3 separate regions of the Sus scrofa genome follow, and all the other regions are linked to region 1. Evidence: chromatin contacts called from public HiChIP or PLAC-seq data. All regions are on one chromosome and are shown on one strand. The core of a region is the stretch at or near the end of the contact, and the rest is flanking DNA. Distances in the headings are between cores, read along the strand shown. Region 1 has its middle 36 kb from the start of IFNLR1. Region 2 overlaps NIPAL3 (NIPA-like protein 3). Region 3 overlaps STPG1 (O(6)-methylguanine-induced apoptosis 2).

The links. HiChIP or PLAC-seq counts read pairs in DNA pulled down with a chosen protein or histone mark.
Region 2: an H3K27ac HiChIP or PLAC-seq map of alveolar macrophages shows a contact between it and region 1. The contact joins two enhancer-like sites. A contact is called at or near these places in 1 of 5 promoter capture datasets (fetal skeletal muscle) and 1 of 2 datasets of contacts at active chromatin or transcription factors (alveolar macrophages).
Region 3: an H3K27ac HiChIP or PLAC-seq map of alveolar macrophages shows a contact between it and region 1. The contact joins two enhancer-like sites. A contact is called at or near these places in 1 of 47 Hi-C or Micro-C datasets (liver) and 1 of 2 datasets of contacts at active chromatin or transcription factors (alveolar macrophages).

What each region holds. Positions count from the first base shown.
Region 1 is chr6:81,948,370-81,951,934 of Sscrofa11.1, reverse strand. No RefSeq gene overlaps it. Among named protein-coding and RNA genes, the nearest start is that of IFNLR1, 36 kb to the right of the region's middle. Within about 2 kb of position 1,609, at least 9 of the 83 cell types and tissues checked have an H3K27ac peak or open chromatin away from gene starts, as enhancers often do. A contact at or near this core is called in alveolar macrophages, where this site is marked.
Region 2 is chr6:82,116,110-82,119,674 of Sscrofa11.1, reverse strand. The region is part of intron 2 of NIPAL3 (NIPA-like protein 3); the gene reads right to left. Among named protein-coding and RNA genes, the nearest start is that of NIPAL3, 6.4 kb to the right of the region's middle. Within about 2 kb of position 1,979, at least 3 of the 83 cell types and tissues checked have an H3K27ac peak or open chromatin away from gene starts, as enhancers often do. A contact at or near this core is called in alveolar macrophages, where this site is marked.
Region 3 is chr6:82,078,106-82,081,670 of Sscrofa11.1, reverse strand. STPG1 (O(6)-methylguanine-induced apoptosis 2) reads left to right here. Exons shown (of 8, transcript XM_021095547.1): 3 at 486-587. Among named protein-coding and RNA genes, the nearest start is that of STPG1, 32 kb to the left of the region's middle. Within about 2 kb of position 1,985, at least 3 of the 83 cell types and tissues checked have an H3K27ac peak or open chromatin away from gene starts, as enhancers often do. A contact at or near this core is called in alveolar macrophages, where this site is marked.

The DNA of each region.
Region 1 (3,565 bases), core at 360-2,859:
GTAAGTCTGGAAGTATGTAAACTCTTCAGTGAAAAGATTCTCACCTAAAACAAATTCATCCTGAATCTCAAACGGTTGTAAAATTCTGGTGAGATAGTTTATATCCAGCGCCTAGGTCTGTGCCCTGCATGAGAAGAAGCTCAATGTACAAAATCTAATCCTTTCTTTCTTTCTTTCGTTCTTTCTTTTTAGGGGAGCACCTGCAGCATATGGAAGTTTCCAGGCTAGGGGTCGAACTGGAGCTACAGCTGCTAGTCACGGCAACGCCAGATCCGAGCCACATCTGCAACCTATATACACCACAGCTCACGGCAAGGCTCGATCCTTAACCCACTGAGTGGGGCCAGGGATCAAGCTCACAACCCCGTGGATACTAGCTTCGTTCTTAACCCACTGTGCTACAATAGGAACTCCACAAAAATCTATTTCTAAAAGTGGCTTGGAGTTCCCGTCATGGCGCAGTGGTTAACGAATCCAACGAGGAACCATGAGGTTGCGAGTTCGATCCCTGGCCTTGCTCAGTGGGTTAAGGATCTGGCGTTGCTGTGAGCTGTGGTGTAGCTTGCAGATGCAGCTCAGATCCCGCGTTGCCATGGCTGTGGCGTAGACCGGTGGCTACAGCTCCAATTCGACCCCTAGCCTGGGAACCTCCACATGCCGCGGGAGCAGCCCTAGAAAAAGGCAAAAAGACAAAATAAATAAATAAATAAATAAAATAAGAGTGGCTTGACCTCCCACCCCCTGGGTTCTGGAAGCCACCCCGAGACCCCATCCATTACCTCATCACCTCACTGGCCCCAACTTGGATAAAGAGGAAGCGACTGCTATTACTCTCCCAGCTAGCACTCCATCTGATTCTCACCCCAGAGATAGAATGTAAATGTGGCAACGGGGAACAGGGCTTGTGGTAGACATCCTGAAGCCCCTCCTGGGCCAGGAAGCAGTGTTTCAGGATAAAGGGGAAGCAGGGTCACTGGCTGTGTGCCCCAAAGATGCTATTCCTCCATGGGATGCATCTCCTCCTCCTTGCTTGGGGGTCCCCAACTTGTCTCTGGCTCACATACCACCTCCTCCAGGAAGCCATCCTTACACACCCTTTCCCCAGTCTGAGTTGGGGCCTCCTCCAGCTCCCTCACCCCCTGGTCGCCCCATCACAACACTTGGCACAAGCAGTTGCCACCCCATGTTTGCCTGCTCAACTCTCCACCCGCCCCGCACCTCCTCACCCAGCAGACCGGGAGCTGGGAGGGCAGGAGGGGTGTTTGATTGTCAGTGTCTGGGGCTCAGAGCCCGCCCTCGGTAATCTGCTGCTTCGTAGATGCCTGACTCAGCACAACAATTTATAGGGGAGAGGTTACGAGTCTGGGCCATGGACCCAGACAAACCGAATCCAGTGACAGTTCAGTCTCAGAAGGTGGACACGCGATTTCTTCCTTGGGCTTGGCTATCCTTATGGATAAACGAGGAATAAAAATACTTCCCACAGCGCAGGTTATTGGGAGGGTTAAAAGCACAGGCTCTGGAAGGAATTAGCTCAGAGCTTACTGCACACAGACACCATTGCCCAAATGCCCCCGTGCTTCTGTTTCCTGAGCACCCCACCCGCCCCCGAGACTGGCAGCTGAAACCCTCCACCCCCTCAGGGGCGTGGGGACAAGGAAGGGCGCGGCCTAGAGGGGAACCCGGGAGCCAGGCTTCCTGACCTGGATTCGTGGCTGCTTCTGAGGTGAGGGGTGAGGCTCGCCTCAGCCTGGCGCACCCCTCCTGGGCCTCAAAGCCTGGGGCTCCCTCTCTCCTTGCCAGAGATGTGCCTCTCACACATCCTGTGAAACTCAGGTGGGTGACTCAGAGGCAAGGCGGGCCACCCTGATGGCTGCTCCCAGGGCCAGGCTCCCGGCCAGGCTGAGGCGTGGGCCCTTGGCACACACCCACACCCAGAGGCGACCCCAAAGCCGCCCAGAGCACCCCTCCTGCCCCTCGGAACAGCCAGAGAAGACCACCTCCCCCACCCTTTCTCCTCTTTTCTTTTATCCCCACTTGTCTGGCCTGTTGTTTTCTCACCAGGGTGAAACCTGAGATCTGTCATTAGAAATTACCACCACTGTCTAGCAGCTGATGGCTGGGCTGGGGGCGGCCAGTCACATTTGGCTTTTCATCAATCCCTTCCCCCACTGCCCTCCTGCTGGGACAATGGGCCAGATGTGTTCACACCCACATCCTAGGGGTTGTTTCTGGAAATAGCCTGGGAGAATCTTGCAAGGCAGCAATTCTCAAAAGGCATTGGTGGACTCCCCACTTCGAAGGGGTCCACAAGGTCTAAACTATTTTCGCAGTGGTCTTGAGGCATTGTTTGTCTTTTTCACTCTCATTCTCTGACAAAACTCATTCTCTGGAGTTTCCCAGAAGCTGCATGACAGGTGATATTACCACAGATTGAAGGCAGTTGTGGATATAAGAATCCAGCGATTTTCTATTAAACCAGACATGGAAGAGGTTTGCAGAAATCTAACAGTGGGCCCCCCCACCAAAAAAATAAATAAATAAAAATAAGGAGTTCCTGTCGTGGCTCAGTGGTTAACAAATCCGACTAGGAACCATGAGGTTGCGGGTTCAATCCCTGGCCTTGCTCAGTGGGTTAAGGATCCGGTGTTGCCGTGAGCTGTGGTGTAGATCACAGACGTGGCTCGGATCCCACGTTGCTGTGGCTGTGGTGTAGGCCAGCGGCTACAGCTCCAATTCGACCCCTAGCCTGGGAACCTCCATATGCCGAGGGAGTGGCCCTAGAAAAGGCAAAAAGACCAAAAATAAATAAATTAATTAATTAAATAAATAAATAAAACAGTGCCAATCTTCTCATTAAGTGTTTGATTGATTTAATTTAAATTTTTTTCAACTTAATTTTTATTTTATATTGGAGTATACGTGATTTAAAATGTTGTGCTAGCTTCAGGTGCACAGCAAAGTGATTCAGTTATACATATACATGTATCCATTCTTTTTCAGATTCTTTTTCCATATAGGTTATTACAGAATATTGAGTAGAATTCCCTGTGCTATTTGGTGGATCCTTGTTGATTATTTTTTCTGTGCTAGTGTGTATATGATAATCCCAGACTCTTCATCTACCCCCCCTTTCCCCTTTGGTAACCATTAATAGAACTACCATACGATCCAGCAATCCCACTGCTCGGTATATATCCAGAGAAAACCATGATTTGAAAAGATACATGCCCTCCAATGTCCATTGCAGTGCTATTTACAATAGCCAAGACATGGAATAAAACCAAATGTTTATTGACAGAGGAATGGATAAAGAAGATGTGGTACACATATAAAATGGAATATTACAGAGTTCCCGTCAGGCTCAGCAGAAATGTATCTGACTAGAATCCAAGCCAGGTTCGATCTCTGGCTTCGCTCAGTGGGTTTAGGATCCAGTGTTGCCGTGAGCTGTGGTGTAGATCGCAGATGAGGCTCAGATCCTGCGTTGCTGTGGCTGTGGTGTAGGCTAGGGGCTAAACAGCTCCGATTCAACCCCTAGCCTGAGTGCAGCCCTAAAAAAAAA
Region 2 (3,565 bases), core at 730-3,229, 170 kb before region 1:
AATTTTCATTTGTATCATCATTAGCAACAGCTCTAAGGACCCTTCCGGCTCCAATGTTCTCTGACCCAAAAAGTGATCTTTCACTAGCTGCAACTCTGAGAGAAAAGAAATCATTCTCAGAAAAGCAGTCAGAGGTCACAGAGGCAGGAAACCTTGCTTGGATGTGGGAAAGCCTGGCTCAGATCTGCTCCACTGTCTGCTTTACATCTACCAACAACTGCCCCCTATTTAAATTCTATGGTGACACAACTGGCATCGCTTGCTACTAAAACTGACTTTCCACAGTCCCTTGGGCTTAAAACGACTAAGAGGTAAGTATAAACTGCATTCTGGCTTGCTTTGAGGGTTACGCATATTCAAATGCAAGGGATGCCACAGGCTGGCTAACAGGCTCAGCTACACCTGTAACCTGGCTTGGCTTCCCTGATGTTTACCTTCCTCATCAGGTGAGGCATAACCTTCTGCATGACTGCCATTTCAACACTTACTAACCAGTGTGGGGAGAGAAGGGGCCCTGCAGGGTGGCACAAGGTAGGCAGCAGGGAGGGGTGGATAAAACCAAGGCCTTTGGCAGTGCACAGACTAGATTCAACTTCCAGTTTTACTACCCATTGACGGTGTGACCTTGGGCAAGTTAATTAACCTCTCTGTGCGTTTCCTCATTTGTAAAATGGGGATAGCATAATACCAACCTTATGGGGCTTTTGCGAGGATTAACACAGTCCCTGTCGCAATAAACACAGCTACTGTTAGCTGCTATGATGATGATGGTGATGATCACAGCAACTGCGAATTGGCTATAAAAGTGTGGATAAAGGACCTATATTTTCCTGCCAGGAAGACTGACAAAGGCTTCATGGAAAAGGGGATATCTGAGCTGGAGCTAGAAGGGTGGGTAGGATTTCCACAGGCCCAAGACAGGGGATGGTGCTGGCAGCTTCGGTTTCCTTATCTGTAAATTCAGGTATCCTCATGACCACCCCATGGGGTGGACTTAATACTGACCTGCAGAGGAAGTGCATTAGGGAAACCAAGTTATCACGCCGCAGTGACAGAGCTGGCAGCAGAAGCCAGGTCTCTCTGATTCCAAAGGCTGTGCTCTTAACAGCTGTATCTCTCTTTTGGAGCCAAATTCTGTCCTGAAGATAGTCACTTGTGGAAATGGCTTCCTCACCTCCCTCCCAGATTTCTTCGGGGAGGTGATATCTCAATTATCATACAGTTCCTGCCCCACCCATCACAGGCAGGTGACACAGCAGGTGCTCAGGTGACATGCCTATTTGCTAAATAGAAGAACTGAGGCCTGACGCTTGCAGGCTGAGGCAAAGCCTTCAGTGTCAGGGATCCGTGGGGATGCTGCCTCCCGGGCAGTTCAACCTGTTGTCTCTCTTTCACAGACCACCCTCCCCCAACAACCAAGATACAAAGTTTTTGTACATTCTGATGCCCAAGTTGTAACATCAGAATCCCTTCCCTGCTGGGTAGGGCAGAAGGCAGGGCTGCAACTCACAGCAAACTGCTTATTTCTTAACAAATGCACCCTGACCAAGCTGGTCTTGGAGCCTCTTAAGGTTTTCCCCAAAGGTAAGAGATGACTTTGGGGCAGCCTGCCCAGCCACAAGCCCATAGTGTGGAGGATGAGAAACCATGCTGTTTTGCAGAGGTTGGTGGGGGGGGACCCCAACCCAGCCACCAGTGATTGGACCAATGCCAACACCTGACCCAAGCTGGGCCAATCATCTGCTCCTTCTTTTTCAGGTGAGGGTAAGAGTTCTAGCACCTTTCAGGCACCACTGCCCATCCCGCCCCTGGGGTCCTGTGGCCTTATGATAATTTTCCCTTCTGCTTCAGCTTCCCTGAAATGGATTTTTATTCCGTGCAACCAGAATAGCCACAACATAGTCAAGGAGGAAGGAGAGAGCTTCCCCATAGAACCCCCTTCCCCTACCCCGAGGCTTCTTTCTGCTCTGGGTAACTTCATTTGTTCCTGTTTGTAACTATGGGACATTTCTGAGTCAAGCAGTGAGTCAAGCCCCTCCTGCATCCTAGCTCTGGGCTAGGCACTTTTTTACAGATCTCCGCATCCCTGGAGGGATAAGGGATGGAAGGAGGTCTTACTACCACCATCCGACCCATAACAGAAGCTCTGAGGGTTAGCCAAGCCCTAGGTCCAAGGTCACTTAGCTAGGTAGCAGCAGAGTAGGGATTTGAGGCCTGGTCTTCTTCCCTTTGTCAGCTTATCACCCTTTGTTCAGCTGCCTGTCTGCCACCTCAATTCTTAAGTTCTTGGTACAGTCAGTCTAACTCATTTATCTTTGCTTTGGGACAAAAATCTTTCTGTAATAAGTAACTGAATGAAATCTGTGATTAACACAGAAACTTATTAGAAACATCATAAGGGAGAGCGTTCTGTATTTTCTTAGATTCTGTGTTTGGCTATTTGGCACCATTCACCACGGGGCCAATTATACCAACTATATGTTCCATTTTCCTGATGCTCTGGCATCTGTGACCTCACTGGTTGGGGAAAGACCGCCTCTCACAGGGCTACCAATTCTTTGTGGGTTTTTTTTTTTTTTTTTTTTTTTTTTTTTTTGCTTTTTAGGGCTGCATCTGTGGCATACAGAGATTCCAGGCTAGGGGTCAAATTGGAGCTACAGCTGCCGGCCTACACCACAGTCACAGCAACATCAGATATGAGCATGTCTGTGACCTACTCCACAGCTCACAGCAATGCCGGATCCTTAACCCACTGAGCAAGGCCAGGGATCAAACTTGCAACCTCATGGTTACCAGTCAGATTTGTTTCTGCTGCACCACAATGGGAAGGGGCTACCCAATTCTTAGAGACAGCAAAGGGGCACGCATTCTGGGCTGTTCACTGCAGCCCTCTATACAGTCACCCCAGATTACAAACAACCTAAACATTCAACGATGGGAGGAAGGTCCAACAAATTTTGATACAGCAGCTCAAGGGATTACTGGGCAACCAAGCAGAAAGCACGCTTGCAATCACTACTCAATGACACGGGGAACTAGTACACAAATGAGGTTAAGTAAAACAACCAAGACACCAAACTTTCTGTACAATCTGATCCCAAATTTGTAAAACCGGAAAAGACTAGGAAGGAAATACACTGAAATATGAACAACTGTATGTTGTAATGGAGCAGGTGATTTTTTAAAAAAATCAAATCTTCTAAGTAGAAATGAATTCCTTTGAAAATATTTCTCTACTTTGGAGTTACCGTTGTGGCTTCGTGGCTTATGAACCCAACTAGTATCCACAAGGATGCGGGTTCCATCCCTGGCCCCAGTTAGTGGGTTAAAGATCTCTACTTTCCTATTTTGATGTATTTTGGGAAATGGCTTGACATGGGATCTCAGTTCCCAGACCAGGGGTTGAACCTGGGCTGCAGAGGCGGAAGTGCTGAGTCCTAACCACTAGTCCATCAGAATTCCCTACTATTTATTTATTTATTTATTGTCTTTTTGCCATTTCTTGGGCCTCTCCTGCAGCATATGGAGGTTCCCAGGCTAGGGGTCCAATTGGAGCTGTAGCCGC
Region 3 (3,565 bases), core at 736-3,235, 130 kb before region 1:
CTGTTTTTGTTTCATTTTGCTTCATAAACAGAAACACTCCCTGATTTCTCTTCTGAAAGGCTGAGGAGGAAGCTGAGTCAGGTGGGGTGTGGTGAACGTGAAATCGGTCACCCTCCCCTGGCCGTGGGCTCGGCACACCCAGTCCACACACGCTGACCTGCACATCCACCTCGCACAGGTCCCATTCCCCGCTCCCTCCTCTGATGGGACGCCGAACCGAGCGCTCTTCCGGAATGCAGTTGGGCATCGAGGAAAGAGCAAGGGGTCTCGGGGGTCCCAGGGCCGGGTTGGAATTCCAGCTGGTTCAGTGAGGTGGTGACTAGGCAGGTCTGGGAATGGTGGGGCCGGGCTGTCATCCGTGTAGTGGCATCCACGCCTGTCCCGGAGGGTTACACCAAGGCTTAGTGTCAATGGATGTAAAGCTGGCAGAAAAGCCCCGTGGAATTGAAAGTATCCTGATGACACTGCGTTCTCTTCCCTTTCAGGACGACATCCCTGGCCCTGGGTTCTACGACGTCATTCACCAGTCCCCTGTGTTCGACAGTGTGTCCTTGTCTAAGAAAGGGACGGGCACCTTTCCCTCTATGGTGAGAACCCCTTCTCGGAGCGAGGGCATTATCTGCGGGATGCTTTCCTTCCTTCGTTGCACAAGCAGGTATTGGCCCTCCGGCCCCTTCTCTCCAAAGGCCTGTGGTTCTATTTAGGAGAGTAACCACCTCCTTAGCGTTCATGCAGGGAAACTGGAGCCCATGCCTTTCAGTAATTTTTTTCCACTGCTACACATTACCAGAGTGGGGAGCGAAGCTAGAAGAACATTCAAAATCCAATTTTGTCTTTAGGGAGCAGACCAGCAAATATCTTCCTGAGTGTTTCAGGCAAACCAGCAAAAAGTTATTATTATACATCTTGCCCTAATAGGATTTTTTACAAGGCTTAGTCTATGTGGGTTATTCATATTATTCAGAAATCGGATGCGACCAGAAAGAATGCAGGCGGCAGGCTGGGAATTTGGTGACATTCCTCTCTTCTTCATTTCTCTTCTTCGTAAGATGGGGGACTTTATCTTTGTGGAAGGCTCAAACCACCAAATAGCTAAACAAAGTGCTGATGTCTCTGACCAGATCTGGGCAAGGATAGTCTGATTGATTGATTGATTGATCTTTTTAAGGCCACACCCGTGGCACATGGAACTTCCCAGGCTAGGGGTCAAATTAGAGCCGTAGCCACCAGCCTACACCCCAGCCACAGCAATGCCAGATCCGAGCCTTGTCTGCAACCTACACTACAGTTCACACCACAGCTCATGGCAACACTGGATCCTTAACCCACTGAGCGAGGCCAGGGCTTGCACCTGTGTCCTCATGGATTCTAGTCAGATTCGTTTCAGCTGAGCCATGACGGGAACTGGGCAAGGATACTCTTTATTTGAACATTTCTCAGTTGGCAAGAAAAATAGATATGACAAGGAGAAAGGGTCAAAGCAGGTAGTGAGAGTAGCTGAGGTAGGAAAGTGAAAAAGAAAGCAAACCCACACTCCAGCATCAACAAGACACCTATGCCGTCTGTCCCTTTAAAAGTTATAATAATCTCTTGCAAAAAATGTATTATGATACCTGACATTGGAATTGATTTAAAAAAAAAAAAACAAAAAACCACACAACACAAAGAGACCATTTAAGACACACTGAATGCAGCCACTTATTGGAATTCAAGCTTGGCAGAATTGAGGACCCAGGGAGCAAACTAACTCTGGAGTTAACTCTTCTTTAGCAAAGACGTTGAGGCTGCACATGCCCCCAGTGAGTTCACAGAACAGCCAAGCCTCTGCCTCTTTCTTCTGCCCCAAACCCTGCAAGCAAAGAGACTCCAGAGCAACCGGGCAAAAGATGTGCCGTCTCACGATGGCCTGGTGCTGGAGACAAGACTTAAACCTAATCCCGACTCAGCTGTGGGTTCTTGATGTGACCTCAAGCACGTCACCCTCAGTGTCCCAATTGCCTCATAGAGCAGAGACGCCCCGGAGGCGCTGGGCAAGTTAACGTTGCAGGGAGTGAAATTCTCTTTGAAACTGCGGAGCATCGTAAACACGTTAGATGTTGTGATTGTTACCGCCTGAGTCACAAACAATACTTCCTGCAACACCTCGAGTTTTCTCCCTGAGAATGTCTTTGCCAAATGGTGGCACAGCCCATTCCTGCCTGGTGCCAAAGAAGGCACTGAATCAGAGCACACCATCAATTTCCCTGCTGGGCTTTACGGGCAGTAACTTTCCAGATGACGCAGCCCGGCCGTCTGGAGGAGAAGGGGCCCCAGGGAAGATCTGCACAGGACAGGATCTCATCAGACCTTTCAGGTCTTTAAAAAACTCAGACCCAACCCCAGAGAAGTCAGATGCAGAGCTGTTCAGGCTTCCTCTCCTGGCTGTGATGGATATGAGGGTTTGTATTTACATGGATAAACACACAAGTGCCTGCATCCTTGGGCAGGGCCCTTAAGTGGTTGGAGGAGCTCTGTCAGGACCTCCCCGCATCTTGCCTAGTTCCTTTCCGAACTGGACACAAATTTCATTCCTCCGCCCCTTCTTTTGGTGACTGTCATGTTCAGTGCCTCCTGGTTCCAGATTCCAAGACTCTGAAGGGATTAAAAGTAGTCCTCCTAAAAAAAAAAAAAAAAAAAAAAAAGTTCCCATCGTGGCTCAGTGGGTTAAGAACCCGACATAGTGTCCATGAGGATGCAGTTTTGATCCCTGCCCTCGCTCAGTGGGTTAAGGATCTGGCATTGCCGCAAGCTGCACTGTAGGTTGCAGATGTGGCTCAGATCCCATGTTGCTATGCTGTGGTCAGGCCTGAAGATGCAGCTCCGATTCCATCCCTCGCCTGGGAACTTCTATGTGCCTCCATAAAAAGCAAACAAATGAAAAGAAAGAAAAAGAAAGAAAAAAGAAATAGAAGCGGTCCTGCTCGTGGAGTTCCCTGGCGGCCTAGTGGTTAAGGATTCGGTCTTATCACTTCTGTGGCACGGGCTTGATCCCTGGCCTGAGAATGTCCATGGCCAGGAAAAAAAAAAAAAAAACAAAAAAACGCAGTCCTTGTCAGAGAAAGGTCTGCCTTATTGACACTGGTATGGTAGAAGGAGTGTGATGCTGGGGTGAGGCCGACCAAAACCCTCTGTGGGTCAATACGTTTTAGAAACTTCCTGATGACTCTTGGAACAATTGCACTCAATCTTTTGAGAGGACCTGTCATCAAAGTCCACATAATCTACTGTATTCCAAAGCTTTGCTCCAGAATTATTCACAGGGCCGACTAGGAAGTCAAACGAGGCAGGCTGGGGAGACTTCCACAGCCTTTCTGTATTTGCCCAGGGGCAGCAGTGACTTTGGAAGAACTGGTATGTGCTGGAGGGGGGCTCATAAGTGCCAGCATGAGGCCAGATTGGGGACCGTAGGCCTGACAATGAAAAGAAAATCAAGGGAGGGTTGGGGAGCAAGTGTCACTTGAGCTGTGCTCGGGCGCTAACTCCATTATGACATTTTATGAAACTTTGCTTCGAACAGGCATCTTTC